Regions from separate parts of the Danio rerio genome. Here region 2 is linked to region 1. A link is a contact called in public Hi-C data. All regions are on one chromosome and are shown on one strand. Each heading gives the region's core, a stretch centred on a gene start, on an enhancer-like site or on the middle of the called end of the contact. The rest is flanking DNA. Distances are from core to core; before and after follow the strand shown. Region 1 has its middle 110 kb from the start of serpinh2. Region 2 holds the start of serpinh2 (serine (or cysteine) peptidase inhibitor, clade H, member 2).

Evidence for each region. Hi-C and Micro-C count contacts between places; a contact is called where the count stands out from the background.
Region 2: a contact with region 1 is called in a Hi-C map of an unstated tissue, with 2.1 times the contacts expected there. The contact joins the promoter of serpinh2 here to the enhancer-like site in region 1. A contact is called at or near these places in 2 of 18 Hi-C or Micro-C datasets (embryo and an unstated tissue).

Annotation. Positions count from the first base shown.
Region 1 is chr7:21,137,152-21,141,601 of GRCz12tu, forward strand. It overlaps a transcript of efnb3b not described here. Among named protein-coding and RNA genes, the nearest start is that of serpinh2, 110 kb to the right of the region's middle. Within about 2 kb of position 1,355, at least 9 of the 62 cell types and tissues checked have an H3K27ac peak or open chromatin away from gene starts, as enhancers often do.
Region 2 is chr7:21,250,581-21,254,565 of GRCz12tu, forward strand. It overlaps serpinh2 (serine (or cysteine) peptidase inhibitor, clade H, member 2), which reads left to right and starts at 2,336. Exons shown (of 5, transcript NM_001017564.1): 1 at 2,336-2,450. It also overlaps a transcript of efnb3b not described here.

The DNA.
Region 1 (4,450 bases), core at 105-2,604:
TTCATTCATTCATTTTTCTTCTGCTTTTTCCCTGGTTTATCACAGTGGAATGAACCGCCACTTACTTGACAGATTTATATATTTTTAATTTCAGGTGGTTTGTGTAATGTGTTTTATGTTTGGTAAAATAATTTCTTATGGCATCTTCATTTTCAACTAATTCAACTAATAATTATTATTATTGTTATTATGAAATACTTTAGTGAAGAAAAATGGTACTGTTTCATTGATCCCCCCCCCCCAATTTAGTTTAATAATAATATTAATATAATAATAATAATAATAATAATAATAATAATAATAATAATAATTCATTTCATTCATTTTCTTGTTGGAAAAATAATAATGATAATGATAATAATAATAAATTAAACAACAAATTAAAAGTAATATTATTCTAAATTTGAATGTATGAATGTAAGTTTTTTTTTTTTTGTGTATTTATTGTTTTTGTTTAATTTTATAATGAGATGATTGCTGGTAAAAATAGTGATAATTAATTTTGGTTTTGTTATTGTTATTTTGAAATACATTTGTAAAGTGAAAGTTTTTTTGAGTGAAAGGTTTCTTTATTGCTATTTCCTAATATGATCAAATAATAATGATAATAATAATACTAATAGTAATAATTATAATAATATTTAGTATAATTGCAAATCAGCCTGTTTTTAATATCACGCAATGACCTGCACATTTTCTCAAGTAAGTTCTGGCATTGGCAGTGGTGGCAGAATGTTAATTTTAAACGGTGCACACATCCATTTCATCTGTCTTTCTTCCACACGCAGCTGTGCCTCTGCCAGATGCTGTGTTCTCCACTCATGAAAGAATCCGTTTAAGTGCGGCAGCAACAGTGTGAACGTTTGCTTTTGTTTTTGATGTGTTTTGGGGGTGTTTTTGCAGTGGGCAGTTCTTGTTCTCCCTCTGCTGTCAGAGAGCAGCGCTGCAACAACACTTGTTGCCTCTGCAGCTGATCCCAGGTCAGTTGTTAGTGATTATTTATATATTTCAGTATTGATCCGTCTCTCAGCCTGATGCCTCTCTAATCCAGCACTGATGAATGTGGTGATGCCTGCTGGGGGACACCAGATAAATCAGAGTGTGTGGCGAAGCACGTACAGTACCAAACACACACTGATGTACAGCAGAGAGCTTGTCATAATTATGTTGCGTCAATGACAAAGCCTGTTGGCTGAATCTGTTGCTACAGACACACACACACACACACACACACACACACACACACACACACACACACACACACACACACGTCAAGCAAGCCAAGAGATGCACTCTTTTCACACTTACATCAACAAACATTTTCCTTTGAGGTGCATTTCAATGTTCACGTTATGGTTGTTTATTCCACCAGAACACCAGTAAAGACTTGGATTATTGCAAAACAAGATGGAGATTTCATTTCTTATTTTGGCCAATGTAAACAATTATAAACAACATAAAACAGAAATAGTTTGATGTTCTGATAGCGTTTCCTATGTAGAAGAATCACTTCCTGCCCTTTGTCATGTGAAAACAACCTATTAAATACATTTCAGTAGTTGAGTATATTGTATGTTCAGTATGTGTGTCATTCCATTGTAATTACATAATGAAACCATTTTTTCTAATTTATTTCATGGGGAAATACTGTAGTAATTTGTAATAAACATGGTTTTGAACCACTTAGGAAAGTGTAAAATGTGTACAACTCTTTGTTAATGTTTGTTGTAATAAATAACGTGTAAACTGTGGTGCATCGTGATTGTGTATAGCGTAGAAAACTGAAGCCTATTGAAAATTTGTAGATTAGTTGTGTTGTACCAAAGCAACAATATAATTACTACGAGAGTTTATTTCAAGTAATTATCTACAGTATGCTTCCAAACACTTATTTTCTATAGTATTTTATCATGTAACGTAATAGGTTATACTGTACAGCCTCAATGACTGGCAAATAATATATTTCAGTTCTGTAGAAAACTCGGCCCTCTTCATGATATAAGGATCATGCCCAAAATATGTGGATATTTTCTGTCCATATCTTCCTTGACATATGATATTAATTGCAAAAATATGGACTTTCCTCTGTCTCCCATTAAGTTTTTTTACTTTCTGCCCTCCATCTGAATTTCGCACGTCACCAGAACCATGTGATTGAAAACAACCTATACCTTGTATAAAAAGATTTTTTTTTGTAACGACAGCTTCAAGTCGCCTCTTGTATGGAAAAAGGAGTCGCATGTATTGCTCAGATGTTTTTTATTTTTATTTTTTCATGTCCCTGTACTTCATCCAAGTCTAAAAATCTCGAATGTTCTATGGGTCTTGTCTGTTAACTCAGATTTTTGCTTTTTATTTTCTATTGGACTCTGATTAGGTGATCGTCCATTCTAATGGCCATTCTAGCAGCTTTATTTTCTTAATGCCGTTGACAGTTTCTTTTGCTGTATTTGAGTTTATTTTATTGCTGAAATGGTCGCCTTGGTTTCATCTTCTTCATTTGGTATTGTAGGTATTGAATTGAATCAGCTACAATAATATTTATTTACACTGAGGAGAGGATTGCTTTCTTACTACTGAGAGATTTCAGCTGCTGTCTGGGTTTTCCATGACTTTTCACACCTCCCTTTCTTTATGTGTTCAATAATTTTTTCTTTTTTATCTTTTGATCTGCTGGTTAGAGTTGGACTTGTGATCCAGAGTTTGCTGGTTAAATTCCTGGTACTGGTTGGGATTGTAGGTGGTGTGGGAGTGAATAGACTCTTTTCACATTTCTGGTGTTCTCAGAAGTGGAAGTCATCATAATTGGGTAAAGTTAGAGTGCAGTGAATGGGAGAGTGCTACAAATAATTTTGGTTTTCCTAATTTCTCAAATAGTTAAAGAAAAACTCCATCATTATGTTTTCCTGAGTTAAAAAAAAAAAAGGGGGGGGGGGCATGCAAGACTGAAAACGGCGGCCAGAAATGTATAGTCTTCCCCTGTAGACGCTGTATTAGAAACACCCTGCATAAGCTGTAATTAGTTTTTTTGTAATTTGGTGCAAACATGATATAATACTAAGCATAGCTTTATAAATTCACATACATCAATGTAAATGTGTCCTGTTAATGTGTCTGTTTTGTGAAAAGGGTCCACTGCCAGCCCTTCTGTCCGCCCTTCAGCAAGGCATCAAACCCCCAGTTGTTCCCTGAGTGGCCAATGCTACTGTATATCACAGCAATTCGTAACTCTTTGATTTAGTGGCTAAATCATATATATTTGTTGTTTGCTCATGCCCAATGATGGTTGGGTTTAGTTTGGTTGTTTGGTGTCATGTTTTCCTTAAAAAACACACATTTTTGTATCGCTGAACTTCTATGAATTCATACAAGCCATTAAACTCATAAAATATTAAATTGTTGCATTTCTTCGTGAGATCAGGCCACAGAAAATGGCTGCAAAATGCAGAGCACAAATTCTTAGTATGGCACACCATACCTGGCCAGACGTTAAGACTTTTCTTTCCTTTTCTCTTTTAATTTTCTCTTATAGTACATATACTTCATTTAATACTATCGCTGTGGAAAGACTCTTCTGGAGTTTTTGAAGTTATTCATGGTCTCCTGAAAGTAATTTGTTAATTCGAATATGTTGCCTTTTAATATTAGATGAGTGAGCTGTGAGGAGAATAATGAAAACTCACCCCCTTTTTTAAAACACTCCACTGACTGTGTACAGTTTAACGGAAGTTACTCTCATAATTAAATAGTTGAGCGCCATCCATCCATGTATCTTTTCATCTCATTCTCTCTCTTTCAGTGGTGGCAAATGTATTCAGCCACTGTCCCATTTCCATTCATTGTTTCTGGGTGCGTCTCCGGAGATTCACAACCACCTTCTGTTGGAGAGCGAGGGAAACAGGGTCACTGCAGATGGAGATGAGGAGGGGAAAGAGAAGAAAAACAGGAAATATGGAAGCGTAGTGGGTGATTATGGCGAATGAAAGAAGAAAGTCTTTGTGTGTTTGTGACAGATAACCTGCAGCGCGCATGGCTGACTTTTACAAGCGCTCCATTTTTATGAGGCCATCTAACGTAATGTGTCCTGCTCTGCCAACACTTTGCTCTGTTGACTGTCAAGGTAAATCCTGTAAGGCCGCAAGCCTGAGGTTGAGGAAAAGCATACAGTACATGATGCTCTCATCATGCTCACACACACACACACACACACACACACAAACACACACACACACACACACACACACACACACACACACACACACATACATTATCAATAATAAAATAATAAAATAATGTCAACTGTTCCAGTTGACTTTTGCTGCTAACAACCTCAGTGTCATCATAAAAAACACACTAGTAGCTAAGAATGCAAATGACATCACTCAACTTTAAATCAAACATTTATGATAATGGCTTTTACAGATTCAGAGCTTTGCGCTCTAGTTCACCT
Region 2 (3,985 bases), core at 1,086-3,585, 110 kb after region 1:
TTTTCAATAAAGGACACAAAATAATCAAAATAAATCTTTGTTTATCAAAATGATACATCGTAAAAAGGTAAAGCTTAAGTTTCTCTCTTTGTATTCAGTGTTTACATTTGTATACACTGTAAATTACTGAGCTCAATAATTCTTGAGGCCAAAAAATGAAGTAAAGACAGGTGTCATTCTGGTTTAGCTACTTTAATGCATATATTTTTGTCCTGTCCTTTCCTGCTTTCTTTTTGGAGGCAAATGTTCCTCTCGTTGTCTGCAATTACCAATGTTGATATTCTTGTCCAATTATTGGTTTATTTGGGGTTCTTCCACCCGGCCACATTTTACCCTCTCATTTTGTAGACTGTGTAGCCTTTTTAATCCTTCTGGCTAGGCGGTTAATTATTCTGAACTGGAAGAGCCCTTACTCTTTTTCTTACACTTGTTGGATGAGAAAGGTTCTTTATTTTATGAAATTAGAGAAAATTAGGTACTCTCTTCACCGACCTAGCACGATTTTCATTAAACTGTGGAAACCTCTTCACAAACATGTCCAAACTCTTCAGCCTGATCCTGCTCCTTCTGATTGAGTCCACAACTCCTACTCCTAGACCTGTACAGTATGTTCTGTATGTAATATTGCACTAGTTTTTTTTATGTAATAATTTTCTTTTGCTCAAAATACTCTTTAGTGTATTTGCATATTGTTTTTGTAATGTGTTTTACAATGTATAAATAAAACATTTTAAAAATTAAGGAAAAAAAGACAAGATTGAATGTGATAATGCTTGCTAAATAATGCATTATCCTAAGAGATATAATATATTTTAACCAACATTATATTTTCTTTTTGGGCAAAAAAAAAAAAAATGAACAGCCTAATTACAAGTTCAGGTAAAACTTTATTTTGATGGTCCATTTGAGTATTAGTAAACTGTCTGCTGAATATCTGCTGAGACCGCTCCTGCAACAGACATTTAACTGACTATAAGAAACTTTGCAAGTACATGTCAACTAACGCTAACCCTAACCTTAATCTAACAGCCTATTAGATGCAATGTAACTAAATTCAACAAATGGACCATCAAAATAAAGTTTGACCCAAGTTCAGAAAGCAGAAGAAAACTTTTTAATGTTACACAGAACAAATCATAAAGTTTAACAATGCAAACAGCAATAAATAAAATATCCCCACCACTTTCCTCCACTGTATAGTTTAATCAGCCTGAAAACATCAAGAACACTCAGATAAACAAACGCGTTTGAAACAGAGTGTTACATCATTGCTGTCTTATTTATATAAAATAAATAAAGTAATAATAAAACAGCATGTCCTCTCTGCTTTGTTTCAGAGATGCCTCTTTACGTCTAATTGCAGATAATGACAGGCACACAAGCATAATCTCTGATTAAATTGCTCATTTATTACAAACCACTGCGATATGTAGATATTAGATATATCAACATTCACAATATTTCTATCATTTGTATCTATTATTCATATAGCCCTGTGCCGAAAATAGTGCTGCAAATTTTGAGAAGGTAATTTTGAGGCTGCAAAAATCAGAAAAAGAGTCCTAGAGGGACTGGCACTTGTGCATTCGCCGAAGTGTGCTTTGTAGACGACTATCTGAGAGTGTGATGTGGATTAGAGAAGTAATTGGCAGAGTCTATGTACTGTCATGTCCCAGCAGGCTGTTTAGTATTGCAGCGTGTTTGCCGTGATCTGAGAGTCTGTCTCCAGGTCTGATCCTCCTTTTCCTCCATCTTTGACTATCTGAACATCAATTGATTCTGTCTGCTTGTGCTATCTGCTTATTGACTAATCTTGAACTTTACCTAGCTGATTTTTTTGCGAAGTTTTCTCTGAGGATGTTGGAGAATTATGACAAAGCAGTAGTTTTGTAATAATTCTGGATACTCAAATGTAAACCAGGACGAAGAGGAGTGTGTTTAATGCTTTTACATGCGGATACATGACATGCTATTAAGGGACAAGTCGACCTTATGTTAGGGCCGTGGCGGTGTAGACCGCGCGCGCCCCCTTTCGGTTATTATAGCAACTGCGTGTTTCCTCGAGTTACAGCTGAGGGGAATCAACCGGTTGCTTACAAAAAACCTAAAAAACAGCTTAAATATCGATTTTGGAAATCAAAAAATAAATCACAATGCACACTGACGCTTTTTATGCTATCTAACGCTAATAGAGAGTAATAGAAAAAACGACTCAGCAACCAAGTAAGCGTTGTTATTTGCTACATGGAGGTTAGTGGAAAGTGCGAGATATCTGGAAAGAGGAAAAAATACCCGGATTGAGATCACAAAGAGCGAATTATGCTGGAGGAAAAGTGAGCAAACTGTGAAAAGACCCTCCTCTGCCACGTCTGAACCTGCCCTGTCAGTTCCTTTCAGCTCAAACCTGCAGAAGAAGCCGAAAGAAAGAAGGAAGCTTTAATTAATTAACGGTACACGCAAACAAGGAACTTCTTCCACTTTGTTTTTTGCCCCTCAGTTCTCCGAGCAGACGGAACAGCTGCGCTCGCTCAGCAAGAGCAAAAATCAACATCTACTGTTCCGCCTGTGTAATATTCTCCGACGTCTGCTGTTATTTAAGGGGCTTGTTTATTCGGTCTTTTCTGTGATCTCTTGGATATAAAGTGAAATTTCCGGAGGACGCTGTTCGGTTATGGTTTAGGTTCGAGAGGATTTTAATGATGTACTGTATACAGGCCGTGAGGACGTTTGGTCGTTATTTAATGCCCTGTCAGCGGCGCAACAGTCTGGGGAATGAATTTGACGTCGAGGTTATTGCCAAAAGAGGATTTATTATGGAAAAACATCATAGTATAACCATTTTACGCCAAAATACCAATTGAAGTTAGTTTTGTATTCACACGCTCGGACGTTCTCCTTAATCATATAATCTCAGAAGTATTCTTTGCGAATTATAAATGGTGAAATCATATATCAAATATAAAGTATGTTGTTTTGCAGTCATTTACATGTGATTTCAGACCAAATATTTAAAGTATCATGGTAAACAACATCGAAAGAATGTCACAAGTTGTCACAACGAATGTGTGAATATAAAAGCAACTTTACCTCAATAAAATACCACATATATCATTGATGTTATTGGGGTAAAGCTGGTTTTATTTTCGTACATTTAACCTTTCTCCTTAATAATATGATTTCAGAAAAATAGCCTATCATATGTAAATTCTGAATAAGGAAATCATATTAGCAGCCAATGACTATCATATTGTTGACAGTCAATTAAATAGTGCTAATGTTGTTTTAAAGTCATATTTACATGTGTTTTCAGACCTAATAATCAAAGGATAGTGTGATAAACAATGAAGAGACTGTTAAAATGTGTGAATATGTGAATATAAAACCAACTTTACCTCAATATAGATTTATAAGTGAAAGTTTCGTAAAAAGATTTTAAATCATATTGTTACATTTCTTTTAATCTAGTTTTTCATTGTTGTTATAGTATATATGGTAAACACTAGTAACTAAAGTATATAAAATTGCAACAAATTATTATAATCATTTCGAAACTTTGCTCAATGGATGAACTCTGGGCTGGGTCCCTGCAGGGCCTTTAGCTGAAGCATCTGAAGGCAGGACACTGTAAATGTAAAATTCATATAGATGAGGAAACAGTACTTGAAAGTTTTCCAACAGTATAATTAAATGCAATACATTTAAATAAAAGTTTTTTGGCAAGTCTTCAAGAGGCTGGTGTCCCGAGGCCTCGCAGGACCACAAATCGTCCTTAGGGTTTAGACTAATTAACATTTGAGAAATGAGAGAGAGTAAGAGAGACTTGGCTGAAACTTGATTTTATGAATCAAACTTGATTTAATCTGTGAGAAAAAGTGTTTTTAAGTGTTTGACACTTTAAAAAGAAAGGAACTTCCGAGATGTAGTGAGAAGACAAACATTTTTCTATTTTAAATTCGGTGCACCAATTAAGTAGTCAATATAAAGT